5 separate regions of the Mus musculus genome follow, and all the other regions are linked to region 2. A link is a contact called in public ChIA-PET, Micro-C and promoter capture Hi-C data. All regions are on one chromosome and are shown on one strand. The core of a region is the stretch at or near the end of the contact, and the rest is flanking DNA. Distances in the headings are between cores, read along the strand shown. Region 1 holds the start of Hacd3 (3-hydroxyacyl-CoA dehydratase 3). Region 2 holds the start of Mtfmt (mitochondrial methionyl-tRNA formyltransferase). Region 3 holds the start of Igdcc4 (immunoglobulin superfamily, DCC subclass, member 4). Region 4 overlaps Zfp609 (zinc finger protein 609). Region 5 overlaps Zfp609 (zinc finger protein 609).

Region 1 (2,754 bases), core at 227-2,726, 410 kb after region 2:
GACCATTGGTATACGTGGCCTGGTGGTTCTGGGAATCCAACCCAAGGCTTTGTGTGTGCTGGACAAGTGCTCTACCAAATAATCTACATCCCCATCTACAGCAGCTCCTCCTCTAAGTCCTTCAAGCATCAGAAGAGTCTGTAAAAAGGTGAACATCAGAGCCAAGCAGGATCTCTTGCCAACAGCAGAAACTAGGCGTACGTCCTGGCAATAGCCTTTATCAGTGTCAAGGACCAAATGAAAGCTTTCTGCAGGAGTAATGACTGATCTCTGAGAAGGGAGACATGGCCCTGAGCCAAACAGGGCTAGGAGGGGGGGGGGCAGTCTCTAGAGAGGACAGTGTGGTTTCTTTTTCATTTGACTGACATCATCATAAAAGCCTTATTCCCATCCCCCTGCCCCTGGCCTTGCCTTCTAGTCTCCCTCACCCTGCCCCACCACCGTGTACTTTTTAGCCTGGATGATAAACTCTACTTTATTTCCCTTTCCTTTGTTTGTTCAGGTTGGCCTTGAACTCAGTACGTAACTAAGGATGACTTTGCACTTCTGAACATCTCAAGTGCTGAGATTACAGGTGTTCACCACTAGTCCTGATTTATGTGCTATTGGGGATCAAACCCACTACCGACTAGGCTATAGTCCTCTAGTCCTCTAGTCCTCTTACTAATCTCTGTCTCTCTGTCTCTGTCTCCTTATTGATTTCCCTGGAAATGGGCCCATAATAGCTGTGCTCCTTTACAGAAAAACTTAGAAACAGATGATGACACTACAAGGAGCTGAGGTTATAGTAGAGTGCCTGTCTGCAGCATCCAGGTCCTCAAATGCTCAGGACGGGGCTAGGGATGCCAAGGAACTGATTTGTTTGTTTGCTTATTAGTTCATGTAGATAGCTATAACGAATGGGCTGTTCTGTTTGTTGGGCAGTGAATGGAAACCATCTCTCTTAAAACAGGAAGCCTGAGGCCAGGGGAGGTGTTGCACACCTTTAAATCACAAGGGAGGCAAAAGCAGACGACAGGTCCCTGGATCTGGTCTACCAAGTGAATTTCAGGTCACCTAGAGCTACATAGTAAGACAGACAGAAAGAAGAAAGAAAGGAAGGAAGGAAGAAAAAAAAAAAGCAACACCAATGTATGTCTTGAATGGCTCATCTGTCTTTCTGTGTGTGGCCTTGAAGCCCAGGGAGGAAGTGGGTTCTCACTAAACGCTGCGATCATACAAAAAAACTTGGAAGGGATCCTTGCACACAAGCCTCTTCATACGCCGCCAATCCGCCCTTTCTTTGTAGATTAGAGCCTCTCACTTTCATGTTCTTGTGCAAGGACCTCTCTGAAGCGCCACAGGAGGTAAGCGAGGAGCTCAAAAGCCTCTGATCCGAAGGCCACTGAGCCGCTGATCACGTGGCGCAGCCGCTAGCCTCTCCCACGTCCCGCCCCGTCCTCTCCCTCGCTGGGTTCGCCCCGCCCTCCCGCCCCGGTCCTCACTGCGCAAGCGCGAGCCGCGAGCGTGGGTTATCTCGAGACAGCCGGGCTGCGGGCTGCGGAGCGTGCGGGTCTGAGGCCTGCGTTCTGCTAGCTCCAGCGGCTCACAGGCCGAGGTAACGAGGCGCAGCAAGCCGAGCCTCCCCGCTCCCCCGGACAGCGTGGGCCATGGAGACTCAAGTGCTGACGCCGCATGTCTACTGGGCTCAGCGACACCGCGAGCTGTATCTGCGCGTGGAGCTGAGTGACGTGCAGGTAAAGGCCGGGCTGCGGGCTGCGCGCAGGATCGGGGGCCCCCCGGTCCCCGTCGGCCGCCCTGTGCGTTTGCGCTCCTGCAGTGCGCCAGCAGGAACCGCGAGTGGAGCGCCCCGGTCTCCCTTAGGGGCTGCAGGTGCCGTCCGGCGTTCTGCGCTTGGCCCCGGTATCCCCTTTGTTCCTGGTAGGCGCCCTGGGGAGCCTCAGCAGAGTCCTGGAAGCCGGCGGCTGGCCTTCGGGTTGCCTAAGGCCCTCTGAATTGTGGGATGAGCTCCGTGGGTCTAAAGTGCGGCTTGACAGTGGCCTGTTGTGCGGTAGCAGGACGTCAGCGCTGGCCTCTGAGGTTTAGTCCGGGCGGCCCATTGACCTTCTCAAGGCCCGTCGCTGGGCTGGGCGGGGGGCAACCCCCCAACCGTTCAGTGATAGAAATCTACACCACACCTCCGCTCACCAAGGAAATGATTTCCATCCTCTCTTTAAGGCTGCGAGCTCAGCCTTAGCAAGTTGCGTAAAGAAATTATCGTGTGACATTAAGTATTCATTTCACCACGTTTACCTATTAATGTGAGCAAATCAAATCCCTGGGAACTTCCCATGTCTCTAACCAGACCATCCAGTATTCTGTGTGAAGCGAGTGGTTTTGGTCTGGAATGTTCTTTCCCTAGTCTCCTTGACATCCATGGTATTGTAATCTTCATTCCTCTGAACTGTTTCTTGCTCGCAGTTAGATACCTGTCTGAATTCATCAATTCATCTGGTCTATTTTCTTGCAGGGTCTAGGTGCCCATGTCCACTTGAGTCTAATCTTTGCTTCTGGAATGTAAATAATTTCCCCTTGTGAACGATGAAGCTAATACTGGCCAGAATGTCTTTGAGTAAGCAGTAAATTTCATTTAAGGTGTAAGCAAACCCGAATAAATGCTACTCTAGAATAGGATGAATAATTCTCTGTGCTATTGTTCTCTACTCTGCTACAAGATTCTTTGCTAAAATAGAAAAAAAAGTTTTTGTTTTTAAT
Region 2 (2,774 bases), core at 181-2,680:
TAAGTAAAACTTACTAGGGAAATTTAAGAATAAGAGCCTCACTCAAAAGCCGGCCAAAGGAAGCCACTACCCCAACATCATATTCTCCAGATCCCACGTCGGGCCACTCGTACACCGGGAGCTGAGACTGAATAGCATATTGCTTCACAGGTAGTCCTTTGGGGGATAGCGAAGGCACTGTGACAACCTCCAGTTTCTCAATTAACTTTTCCTCTTTGCCGTCTCTGAATCAGAAAGATTGGGGGAAAAAAAATTTGACAGTGTCAGGGCAACAGCCCAAAGCTAAACTATTTCATGCACAGCAAAGCTATTTTTATGATTAAACCCATAGTACATTTAGAGCTAAAATAATTAAGATTTTTTGCAACCAACACACAGGGTTTAAATTTAATAATTTAAAAATTAAATTGTCTTTTATTATTATTATTGTGTGCATGGTGTGGGCATGTGCTATTATTACTGTGTGCGTGTGTGCAGGCGTATGCTACAGCATGTGTGTGGAAATGAGAGGAAAACTTTCAGAAGTCAGCTCTCTTCTTACAGCATCCACAGGGTGTAGCTCACAAGGGCCTGTCACTCCAGCTCCAGGGAATGGGACACTCACTTTAGGCCTCCACAGGCACCAACACGTACATGCTCATAGACACACACACATACAAATAAAATCTCAAAGTAAAAATCTTATTTAAAAAGAAAAGTGTTTGTAGGAAGGCAGGGATGGAGGCGAGATAAGTGCCTGGAAACCAGGGACCGATAAATAACCAAATATCCTTCCAGGGAAGTGGGGCGGTAGACACAGCAGCCTTTCAGGAAAGGGTGAATTACAAATAACTTTCTTCCTAGTAGACAAGGTTAGTTAAATCGCATAAATATTATATGTATATGAAACTGTTCTAACTTAGAAATGTATTCATTTGAAAACACAGGCGTGTAAAAGGGCAAGGAAACGGAGGCCACCAACACCAGGAAGGGACGAACTTTGGAGTCACAGCCCTTTTCAGCTAACCGGCTCCGCCCACGACCCTGGGTACTGGCCGGGCCTCTCCAGGTACCGGTTCCCAGGCTCGGGGAGATGGAGGGTCTGCTGGCAGATGCTGCAGGAGCCACAGGAGCTCTGCCGGCCGGGACCCAACAGGGCGCCTTCCCGGGACCTCGCTGCCCTGGGGTCGCCACCGCGGCTCGGCGTGGGACCCTGCCCCGGTACCTGGCGGCGTGCAGCGCCCGCAGCGTTTCCCGGGCAAAGTGGTCGGTGCCGAGGAACAGCACCCGCCAAGGCGGCTTCTCGCGGACTCGGGAACCTCGGCCGTCCTTCCCGTCGAACCCGGCAGGTGCTTGACAGGAACAGCGTGGCCTCCTTCCCATCAGCCACCGACCCCAGCAGCACCGCGGAAGGAGCATCACCTCGGCCCGCAGCGGCCCACCATGCGCATGCGTGCCCATGGTGGGGGGCGGAGCAAAGAGCTCAAAGGCCCAAGCACGCGCAGACGACAAGGCGGGGCCTGCCGCTTTGGAGGCGTGGCTCAACTGAAGAACCACTAAGGAAGAAATTTGAGGGGACTTTGATGTGTATTATTCAGCCAAGCTCTTCAAAGAACACTGCAGATATATACACACAAGCAAGACACTCATATGAATAAAACAAACCTTTAAAAGAAACTATTTTTTAAAACTTTACAAATTTTTTTTTAATTTATTTTTGTTTTACGTGCTTTGGTGCTTTGCCTGCATGCATGTCTGTGTAAGAGTGTGGAATCCCCTACAACTCGAGACAGTTCTGAGCTGCCACATGGGCCTGGGAATTGAACCTGGGTCCTATGGAAGGGAAGCCAGTGCTCTTAACTGCTGAGCCATCTCTGCAACGAGGGGTCCTGTCCCTCCAGCTCCAAAGCCATGATCCTAACCATTCGACCTGAACAGCAATCTTAACTACTAAGCAACTCAGGATTTCCACACCCAATGAAACTAAGGTTTGCTCACCTGTCTGAAGTCACTTCAGGAATCCAAGACTCTTAGATTCTCAGGCCTCCCATGTGGGATGCCATAGGGAGACTGTAGGGAAACGGAGGGGTGAGGGCTATCTGCTGAAGACCTCTGAAGACCATGGTGTGCAGATAGATATGTGTTTCCAAGGTACACTGGGGTCCTTAACATGGGTCATGCTTGTGACGCTGGCTCTGGCTATAGAGCAGCATCAGGTTCCTCTCTCATCTAATTCCTGTCACATGGCCTGAAAGCCAGAGGCCCTGGAGCAGTCTTTCATTTAGTTTTGAGGATCCCTGCTTCTGTGCCCTTGAGCGTTCCATCCACCTCACATTTCCTCTCTTCCTCACTAAATGGTATCCATTTTTCAGTGCTAAGACAACACCCTCCCTGAGGCCTTGAACTCCTACCTCACAGATTCAATAATTTTTTTCTCCATGTGTCCCCTCAAAACTGAGAGCGGCTTTGTTTGCCATAGTTGTGGAAAGTTGGCCAATGTGTGCCCAGAGAGCGGCAAATTCCTTGGGCTAAGTAGAAAAGAGAGGCAAAGATTATGATGCTGCTAGCCGGTGCATCTGACCATATGAGGGAAATGAGATGTGATGCCAAGCCGTATCCTCCTCTGATCAAGTCAGTCCCAGAATCCTAACTTAGGGGAAGTGGAACATGATTCTGACACTCAAGGTGCTGTCTTTTGAATACCGACTGAAGGTGTGACCTACTGGAGCTGGAGAGACGGCTCAGTGGTTAAGATGCTCGCTGTTCTTGCAGAGGACCTGAGTTTGTTTTCTAGC
Region 3 (2,700 bases), core at 115-2,614, 330 kb after region 2:
GAGCTTCTATGGGCTCCCAGCCGGGTTCAGGGTCTCGGAGGGAAAGGGGCGTGTCTTGCGGGGAGAGCAAGGGTCCGAGCTGTTTCCAGCACTCTCCCACCCGCTGTTTTCCTGGAGATGGGCCTGGGGTTGGCCCAGCGGAGGCTCCTTTCCACCACCCCCCGCCTCCCTCCCTGTCTCCCTCCCACGTGGCCTGGCCCAGTCTCTCTGGAAAGCCGCAGCAGCTGGAGAAAAATCCCCCTCCCCACCCCCACTGCCAAGTCCCTCCCCGACTCGCCCCGGACACATCCTTAACTCCCCCCTCGGCAGGGAAGGCAAGAAGTAATCGAACAAAGCGGGCAGCCCATCCCCCTCCAGGCCCTACCACCTAACCTCCTTTGGGCTGTCCCCCAAACGCACACCCCACTGAGAGTGAGAGGGCCGGGGGTGGTAAAAACAGCTTTGGCATACACACTTGGACACTTCGTCTCCCCCCGCCCCCAGTCCTTTCTTTGGTGTGGACAGTTGTGATCCTTACCCTTGACCCTACCCAACACTAGGACCTGGGCACTGGAGGGGGCCTTGCTGATCTCGTCCACGCTTCCCTGGTCCGCCCTTGGGGGTGGGGCAGGAGTGACACGCGTCCCATCCAGAGAGCGAGTGTTGGACGCGTTCGGCAAAGCAACTGGTTTCCTGCCCTTCCCCCAGCCCCACTCCGAACCCTGGGTTTGGGTCCACAACACCTCCACATTCCCCCAACCTCCCTAGCTGGCCCCAGGGGCCACACCCATTGGGCAAAGTTGAGTGTGGTTTTTCTCACCGCCGCCCCCATCAAGAGCAAGGACACTCCCCAAAAGCCAAGGCCAAATATTAGCTCAGTCCCATCCAGTTACACACGCACCCGACACAAATGGAGGTGTAAGTGTACACTCCCTCCCCGCCCGCTCTCTCAGGCACACTCGCGACCGCGAGACGCTTGCGGGCAGGGCAGAATCATGTCCCGCTTGCAGCCACCCGCGCGCTGGCGATGCTACCCGGCGCCTTAGGCACGCGCTGTGGACACGTTCCCCCGCAGGACACCCCCACCCCCGCAGGACACACACATGCAAACCTCACATGCACAAGGGCCACGCGCAGGGGGACACGCACGGTGCCAGGCTGTGCACAGCAAGGACACACACCCCCTGGGGGCAAGTCCCCACAGCCCCCGGCGCGCAAGCATCGCGGGCGCCGGGGACGCCCACTCGCGACTGCGGCCACCCGGGCCCTTACCGCGCGCGGACAGCAGGCAGAAGGTCAGCACCAGGAGCCCGCGGCCCGTGTCCGCCCGCGCCATAGGGCCGGGCTCGGGCCGCTGCCGCCGCGTCCGGGCGCCTGGGCCGCCGCCGGGGGAGGGCGCGCCGGGCGTCAGTGGCTCCGGGAGGCGCGGCGCCGCGGGCGGGGGCGCGGCCTCCGGGGCCGGGGCCCGAGCGGGGGCCGGCGCGGGGGCCGGGGCCGCGGCCAGCTCGCCCGCCCCTCCATCGCCATCTTGGGCTAGCGGCCCACGCGGGGGCGCCCCGCCAGTGTGGCCACCCTGCACCACAGGGGACACGCGCCCGCGCGCCACCAGCCTGCTCCTGCGGCTCACTCAGCACGCGGGAGCCTCCCGCTCCTCGGGTCACCTCAGGCTCCTTTCTGTTCATCTTTTTACCTGAGCCTCTGGATCTCTGTTCCCTAACCCTACCATGACTCTACCTTCAGGGTCGCCTCCACCTCTGTTCCAGGCTCAGTTCACTGAGACCTGTCCTTTTCCAACTCACAGCCTGACCTGAATCCTGTTTAGCCTCTCCACAGGCTGCACCAACAGACTCTCTGAGGACACTACAATTCCTTGTCCCCGCTACCTCTTCCATGCCAAGCTGAGGGATTCTCTTGGCTTCCTTCCTTCCTCCTCAGTAGCCAACCCAGTCTGTACTGTGTTCCACCTCTGTGAGGGACAACGAAGACTTGCTTACCACCATTTTACATACCTGCATACTGGGAATATTTGGGTTTGTAGTGGGGACTCCCTAAGGACAGGAGGCTTAAAGCAGCAGGTGCAGGGCCTGCTAATGGTGTTGAGCCTCCACCGGTCCACTCTCTTTTTCAGAACTGCCTCTTTTCCAACTGAGCTGGCCAGGTTAGTTGCCTCAGTGTGTCTAAAGCTGGGGGAATCAAATGTCAGGTTGGGTTGGGGAGAGAAAAACATACTAAACGTCTATTTAAAATGATGCGTTTGTGATGGGAGAGATGGCTCAGCGGTTAGAGTGCTTATTGCATTTGCAGAGGACCTAGATTTGGTTCCGGTACCCACCCAGGCGACTCACATCAGTCTGTAACTCTAGCTCCAGGAGGTCTGATACCACTGGGCTCTGTGGCATCTGCACCTACAAGCAGACACACAATTAGATACAATTTAAAATAAATAAAAATTATATATATATATCCGGATTTTGAGGCTAGAGAGGTGGCCCAGTGGCTAGAGTGCTTCCTGCCCTAACAAAGGACCTGGGTTCTGCTCCCAGCACCCATATGACAGCCATAACCATCTGTAATTCCATTTCCAATGAATCTGATGCCCTCTTCTGGGCTTTGTAGGCACTTTCCTGCACATGGTGCACATAAACTCATGCAAGTACACACATACACATAAAAAAAAATTTTTTTTTAAAGGAAAAATGCTACATTCTTCCTTTTCTTGTA
Region 4 (2,700 bases), core at 100-2,599, 260 kb before region 2:
CCTGTTGTTCTGTCTTCATTGTTGAGACAGTCATATTATGGAGCCCTTGTTTGTTAGCCTATAATTAACCAGCTTTCCTCCTTTTTCTTGGCTCTGCTCGCAAGTGCTGGAATTATAAGCATAGCCACCACACCCAGCTTGTGTTTCTATGCATTTGCATGTTGTGTGTAGGTCAGAGGTCAATGTCATTTATCTTCTTCCATGATTTATTTTTTTAAACAGGGTCTCTCACTGAACCTAAAACTCAATTATTCTAGACTGACTTGCCACGAGTTCCAGGGGTTTTGCTGTCTGTACCCTCACACTTGTAGAACTATGAGCACTTTGACCTGGCCTTTTCTGTAGGCCCTGGTGATCTGAGCTTTGATCCTCGTGCTTGTATGCAAGCATGGTTGCGTATGTTTGTGTGAATGTTTACCTGAATGTATTTATGTGCACCATGTGCATGCATGATACCCAGGAAAGCCAGGAAAGGTGGAGCCACCATGGAGGTGCTAGACATGAAATCTGGGTCCTTTGCAATGGAGGCAAGTGTTCTTAACCACTGATGTGTCTCTCCAGCCCAGCTTCAGTTTCTGAGACATAGTCTGGCCATCTAAGCCCAGGCTGACCTTCATCTCATCTTCCTGCCTCAGCTAACACTACAGGTGTGTGTGCACCTATCTTCCTGTTGCTTGTTTGGGAAAAGACTTTGCTGGAACTAGATTCTGTAAATTCTATGCTAGAATTTACTGTATTCAGGCTACCTTCCTTGAAACAATCCTCTTACTGTTGCCTCCCTAGTCCTGGATTAGAGCATTATATATGCTCCTGTTCTTTTTGTACTAGTATCTTTTGCTTATTTTTTAGATTTGTTTATAAATGTGTGTATGTGAGGGGCAAGAGAGGGAGAAGGAAAAAATGCATGTAATCACAGTGTTTACAGAGAACATCAGCTCCGCTGGAGCTGGGGTTACAGTCAGCCACCTGATGTGGGTGCTGAGAATTGAACACAGGTTCTCTGGAAGAACAATAAGTACTCTTACCAGATACTGAGCCATCTCTCCAGGACCACCACCCTTTTTTGAAACAGTCCTGGCTGTCTCAGAACTCATCATGTAGACCAAGCTGGTCTTGACTCAGTAATCTGCCTGCCTCTGCCTCTCCAGTACTGGAATTGAAGGTGTGTACTCCCACACCTGGCCTACCACCACCACCACCCCTTTTTCTTTTCCAATTAAAACATGGTTTCATTATGTAATCCTGGCTGGCCTGGAATAGATGAAACTGGCTTCAACTTCACCTAGGTCTGCCTGCTTCTAGCCTGAGTGCTGGGATCAAACTCAGGTCATCAGGCCTGGCAGCAAGTCCTTTTACCCATGAGCCATCTCACCAGCCCTTGTTTTGGAGAACAGGATCTCATGTAGTCTAGGCTGACACTGAGTGCAGAATTCTGTCCCAACCACCTGTGTTGGGATTATGGCTGTACTGTCATGCCTGCTAATATCTTCATTTTGATAATAAACTGAAACTCAAAAGGCTGTCACTTCATTTACAGTTATGCAGCCCAAGGCTGTCTGACTTTAACTCCTTGGATCTTTCCACTTTATCATAGGACTCTGAGATAACTCAGGAGAACTGAGAAGTCAGCTTTGGTAAACCGAGTGCTATATGCTATCCCTTCACCTGTTCTTAGCTTGTTAAAAGAGGAGGAAGCCAGGAGCTGTGGTTAAAAGTGTCTGGGACTGCTTAGGCGAGCTGATGCCACCTGACCCTTCACTAGAGCAGTCTCTTCTGCCTTCATTTCCTCTGACTGCTTGATTTCCCCTTTCCTAGGTTCCTATTTGCCTTCCAGCTATTCTTTCTCCCCGTATGGCAGCAAGGTCTCAGGTGGCGAGGACGCTGACAAGGCCCGTGCCAGCCCCAGTGTGAGCTGTAAAGCCAGCTCAGAGTCCAAAGCCCTGGACATCTTGCAGCAACATGCCAGTCACTACAAGAGCAAGTCTCCCACGGTAAGTGGAGGACAGCCCAGGTCCTTGTCCAAAGACCACGGAGTAGAAGCCACAGCATGGGAGGAGTGGGCAAGTGCAGGCCCTGACAAGATGCTACTTGGGTGACTTGATACCAGCCTCATAAGGGCACTCCCTCTATTTGTAGATACCCTGCAGTTTTAGAGTCATAATATAGGACACTGGTTAGATCACTAGTGTGTATATATCTCATTATAGTGTCTTGATATGTCTCCTTTCCTTTCCAGATAAGTGATAAAAATTCTCAGGAGAGAGATCGAGGAGGCTGTGGGGTGGTTGGGGGTGGTGGCAGCTGTGGCAGTGTTGCGGGAGCAGGAGGTACTGACAGGAGTGCCGACCGGCCCCGCACATCCCCTTCCCAGCGCCTGATGTCCACACACCACCACCACCACCACTTGGGCTATTCCTTGCTCCCAGCACAGTACAACCTACCCTATGCCGCAGGTAAGGCTCTTTCCTCCAGCTTTGTTTCCATTTCAGTAGTACTGCCTGTAACAAGGCCCCTGCCCTCAAAGAATCTTTCACCCCCAGATTTTGGTTTTTCGAGACAGGGTTTCTCTGTGTAGCCCTGGCTGTCCTGGAACTCACTTTGTAGACCAGGCTGGCCTCGAACTCAGAAATCCGCCTGCCTCTGCCTCCCAAGTGCTGGGTACCCCCAGATTTCTAATCTGAGATTCCCAGCACTCAGGTT
Region 5 (2,700 bases), core at 21-2,520, 380 kb before region 2:
AGGGCACAAGTTGTCATCTGACCTCAACATGTCTACATGTACACAAGTAGAGCTGTTAGGAGAAGTAGTAATAGATGTTTATCTGTGGTTTTCCTTGATTATGACATGAATGCATATGTGAATACATATATATAGTCATGCTGTGGTGATTCACAAAGGCCAGAGAACAGGTTGTGGGAGTTGGTTCTCTCCTCCACCATGTGGGTCTTAGGGTTCAAATTCATATTGTTAGGCTTGGCAACAAGTGCCTTTGTCCACTAAGCCACCTCAGCAGTCTTATTTTTTACTTTTTTTTTTTTCATTCTACTGTGATGTTTGCCTCCAAACATCATCTTGGTGATAAGCTTTATATAAAAGCACTTAGGTAATGGCATCAATCTTGTTTAGCACTTGAATAAATACATTTGTTATTTTTGTTTTCATTTGTATGTGTGTGTGTACTTTCATCTTGTTTGTATGAGGCCCTAGTTCCATGATGTGTATGGTCAGAGGGCAACTTTGTGGAGTTAGTTCTCTCTACTTGTATGTAGTTCCAGGATTGGCTCAGGGTTTTTACCAACTGAACCATTTTGCCAGCCTAATAAATGTTTTCCATAATTGAAATCTTAAGGGTCTGAAAGCCAGACTGTGGTGGTGCACACCTTTAATCCCAGTACTCAGGAGGCAGAGGCAGGTGGATCTCTATATATAAGTTTGAGGACAGCCTGGTCTACCCAGTGAGCTCCAGGATGGCCAGGGTTACACAGAGAAATCCTGTCTGGAAACCTGCCCTCCACCCCTAAAAAAAAAATCTTAAGGGTCTGGAGATCTAGTTCCATTGGTGAAGTGCTTGTCGTGTAAACATCAAGACCCATAGTTCAGATTCTCAACACCCGTGTAAAAGCTGACTGCAGTAACATACATCTGTAACCCCAGTATTTGGTGGGTGAGAGTGGGGGTGGGTGGATCCCTGTTCGAGTATAAAGTGGGCAGTGATAGAGGAGGGTGTGTGCATCCTCATGCACACTGTGCACACGCACACACGAGCAATATTACAATTCTGTGGCATGAAGGTGTGATGTGCTGTGTGATCATGTATGTGCACAGGTTCTTTCTGTCACTCTGTCCTGTTTCTTTGACACCAGGTCTCTCTCTGAACCTGGAAGCTCGCTAGGTTTTTGTTTTTTGTTTTTTTTTTAACCTAGGCTGGCAGCCAGTGAGCCCAAGCAACTCTATCTGTCTCTGCGTCACTCAGTGCTTGGGTTACTGAAGTGTATGAGGCCATGCTTACATTGCAAGCATTTCTAACTGCTGAGCCACTTTTTTTAATTAATGAGACAGGGTCTTGTGTAGTTCAGGCTAATGGAAACTCACTATGTAGCCAAAGATGACCTTGGACTCTCTCTTAAGCTCAAGGGCTATTTTATTGGAGTTTAAAAGAAAAGCAGTACAGGTTAGGTAAAAATCCTGGAAGCCATTAGGAGGAAAGAGAAAAGGTCTTGCCTTTTAAGTTAGGCATGGAGTAGAAATAGAGATAGCTTATTAAGGAAGGGAAAGGTACTCCCAAAACTGGGAGTGGGCTAGTGCGCTGAGGAATGAGCAAGAAGTGTGACCTTGAGTTCTTAGTCTTCCTGCTTACACTTTCCAAATGTTAGAATTAGAGAAATGTACCACCAGACAGGCAAGAACTTGAAGCCCTTTGAGGTTTTATTTCAGGAATACATATAATGAGCAAAATGAAACATTGGTGAACCTCAGAGTGCAAGAATTGAAGAAAAAAAAAAAAGCAAAAAGTCTCATGCTCTTTCTCAGGATGAGTAATTTCTAGTTAACAATAGTAACTCCCAAATGAAACTGGAAACTCTGGTAAGCAATTCCTAGAAAAATTGGGTCAGTGTGCTGCCAAAGAAATGCTGGGCATCATTAGGAGCATAATCAGAACTAAATAAAACTAAGACGTGCCTAATGTGTGTTACTGTCTTGTTCTGGGTAGATACTTCTCAGAGTTAGTAGACAAAGAATGTGAAGACTTTAATAACAATGTGTGTTAGGGGGGTTAAAGATGTCTATTTTATGTGTTTGGGTGTTTGCCTACATGTATGTATGTCCATCTTTTGTACTTTGTGTTCATGGAAGTCAGAAGATGGTGGTAAATCTCCTGCAGCAAGAGTTACAGATGGTTGTGAGCTGTCGTGTGGGTGCTGGGAATTGAACCCAGATCATCCACAAGAACTGTACATGTTTTTAACCACTGAGCAATCTCTCAAGCCCCTAACAGTTCTTTAAACTGTTTCCTCCTCATCTTGCTGACAGTTGAAACTAGGACCTCTTGTGTGCTATGATACTATATTTGCCTATAGTCCAAACCCTGGAGCTTGTTTTTATCTATTCATTCATTTAGAGACAGGGTTTCACATGCTGTGCCTGGCCTCAACCTTACTTTATAACCAACAGTTATTCTGAACTGCTGGTTCTACCTCTACTTCCTTAGTGCTGGGATATCTTTCTGCACCTGCTTTATGTGGTGCTAGGGATTCAACCTAGGGCTTAGTGTATGCTAGACAATCACTCTTCTAAGTGAACTACATCCCTAGTCCTCCTCCTCCTCCTCCATCTCCACCTCCTCCTCTTCCTCCATCTCCTCCTCCTCCTCCTCCTCCTCCTCCTCCTCCACCACCACCACTACCACCCCCTCAATTTTCCCATGCTGGGAATTGAACA

Evidence for each region. Promoter capture Hi-C pulls out the DNA fragments that hold promoters and counts their contacts. Hi-C and Micro-C count contacts between places; a contact is called where the count stands out from the background. ChIA-PET counts read pairs in DNA pulled down with a chosen protein or histone mark.
Region 1: a contact with region 2 is called in an RNA polymerase II ChIA-PET map of memory CD8 T cells, with 11 read pairs. The contact joins the promoter of Hacd3 here to the promoter of Mtfmt in region 2. A contact is called at or near these places in 1 of 39 promoter capture datasets (pre-B cells) and 3 of 115 datasets of contacts at active chromatin or transcription factors (embryonic hindbrain, embryonic stem cells and memory CD8 T cells).
Region 3: a Micro-C map of embryonic stem cells shows a contact between it and region 2, with 4 times the contacts expected there. The contact joins the promoter of Igdcc4 here to the promoter of Mtfmt in region 2. A contact is called at or near these places in 1 of 39 promoter capture datasets (liver), 2 of 484 Hi-C or Micro-C datasets (both in embryonic stem cells) and 1 of 9 other capture datasets (adipose tissue).
Region 4: a promoter capture Hi-C map of liver shows a contact between it and region 2, with 3 times the contacts expected there. The contact joins the enhancer-like site here to the promoter of Mtfmt in region 2. A contact is called at or near these places in 4 of 39 promoter capture datasets (embryonic stem cells, liver, macrophages and 1 more), 1 of 115 datasets of contacts at active chromatin or transcription factors (large pre-B cells) and 3 of 9 other capture datasets (adipose tissue, liver and macrophages).
Region 5: a contact with region 2 is called in a promoter capture Hi-C map of liver, with 2.1 times the contacts expected there. The contact joins the enhancer-like site here to the promoter of Mtfmt in region 2. A contact is called at or near these places in 2 of 39 promoter capture datasets (liver and pre-B cells), 2 of 115 datasets of contacts at active chromatin or transcription factors (both in embryonic stem cells) and 3 of 9 other capture datasets (adipose tissue, embryonic stem cells and pancreatic islet).

What each region holds. Positions count from the first base shown.
Region 1 is chr9:65,020,439-65,023,192 of GRCm38.p6, reverse strand. It overlaps Hacd3 (3-hydroxyacyl-CoA dehydratase 3), which reads left to right and starts at 1,476. Exons shown (of 11, transcript NM_021345.2): 1 at 1,476-1,736. The coding sequence starts at 1,650.
Region 2 is chr9:65,434,438-65,437,211 of GRCm38.p6, reverse strand. Mtfmt (mitochondrial methionyl-tRNA formyltransferase) reads right to left here and starts at 1,430. Exons shown (of 9, transcript NM_027134.3): 1 at 1,205-1,430; 2 at 15-224. The coding sequence starts at 1,398.
Region 3 is chr9:65,100,150-65,102,849 of GRCm38.p6, reverse strand. Igdcc4 (immunoglobulin superfamily, DCC subclass, member 4) reads right to left here and starts at 1,364. Exons shown (of 20, transcript NM_020043.3): 1 at 1,252-1,364. The coding sequence starts at 1,315.
Region 4 is chr9:65,696,785-65,699,484 of GRCm38.p6, reverse strand. Zfp609 (zinc finger protein 609) reads left to right here. Exons shown (of 10, transcript NM_172536.3): 7 at 1,816-1,991; 8 at 2,237-2,453. Among named protein-coding and RNA genes, the nearest start is that of Oaz2, 22 kb to the right of the region's middle. Within about 2 kb of position 1,349, at least 6 of the 459 cell types and tissues checked have an H3K27ac peak or open chromatin away from gene starts, as enhancers often do. A contact at or near this core is called in liver, where this site is marked.
Region 5 is chr9:65,811,586-65,814,285 of GRCm38.p6, reverse strand. The region is part of intron 1 of Zfp609 (zinc finger protein 609); the gene reads left to right. Among named protein-coding and RNA genes, the nearest start is that of Zfp609, 15 kb to the left of the region's middle. Within about 2 kb of position 1,270, at least 24 of the 459 cell types and tissues checked have an H3K27ac peak or open chromatin away from gene starts, as enhancers often do. A contact at or near this core is called in liver, where this site is marked.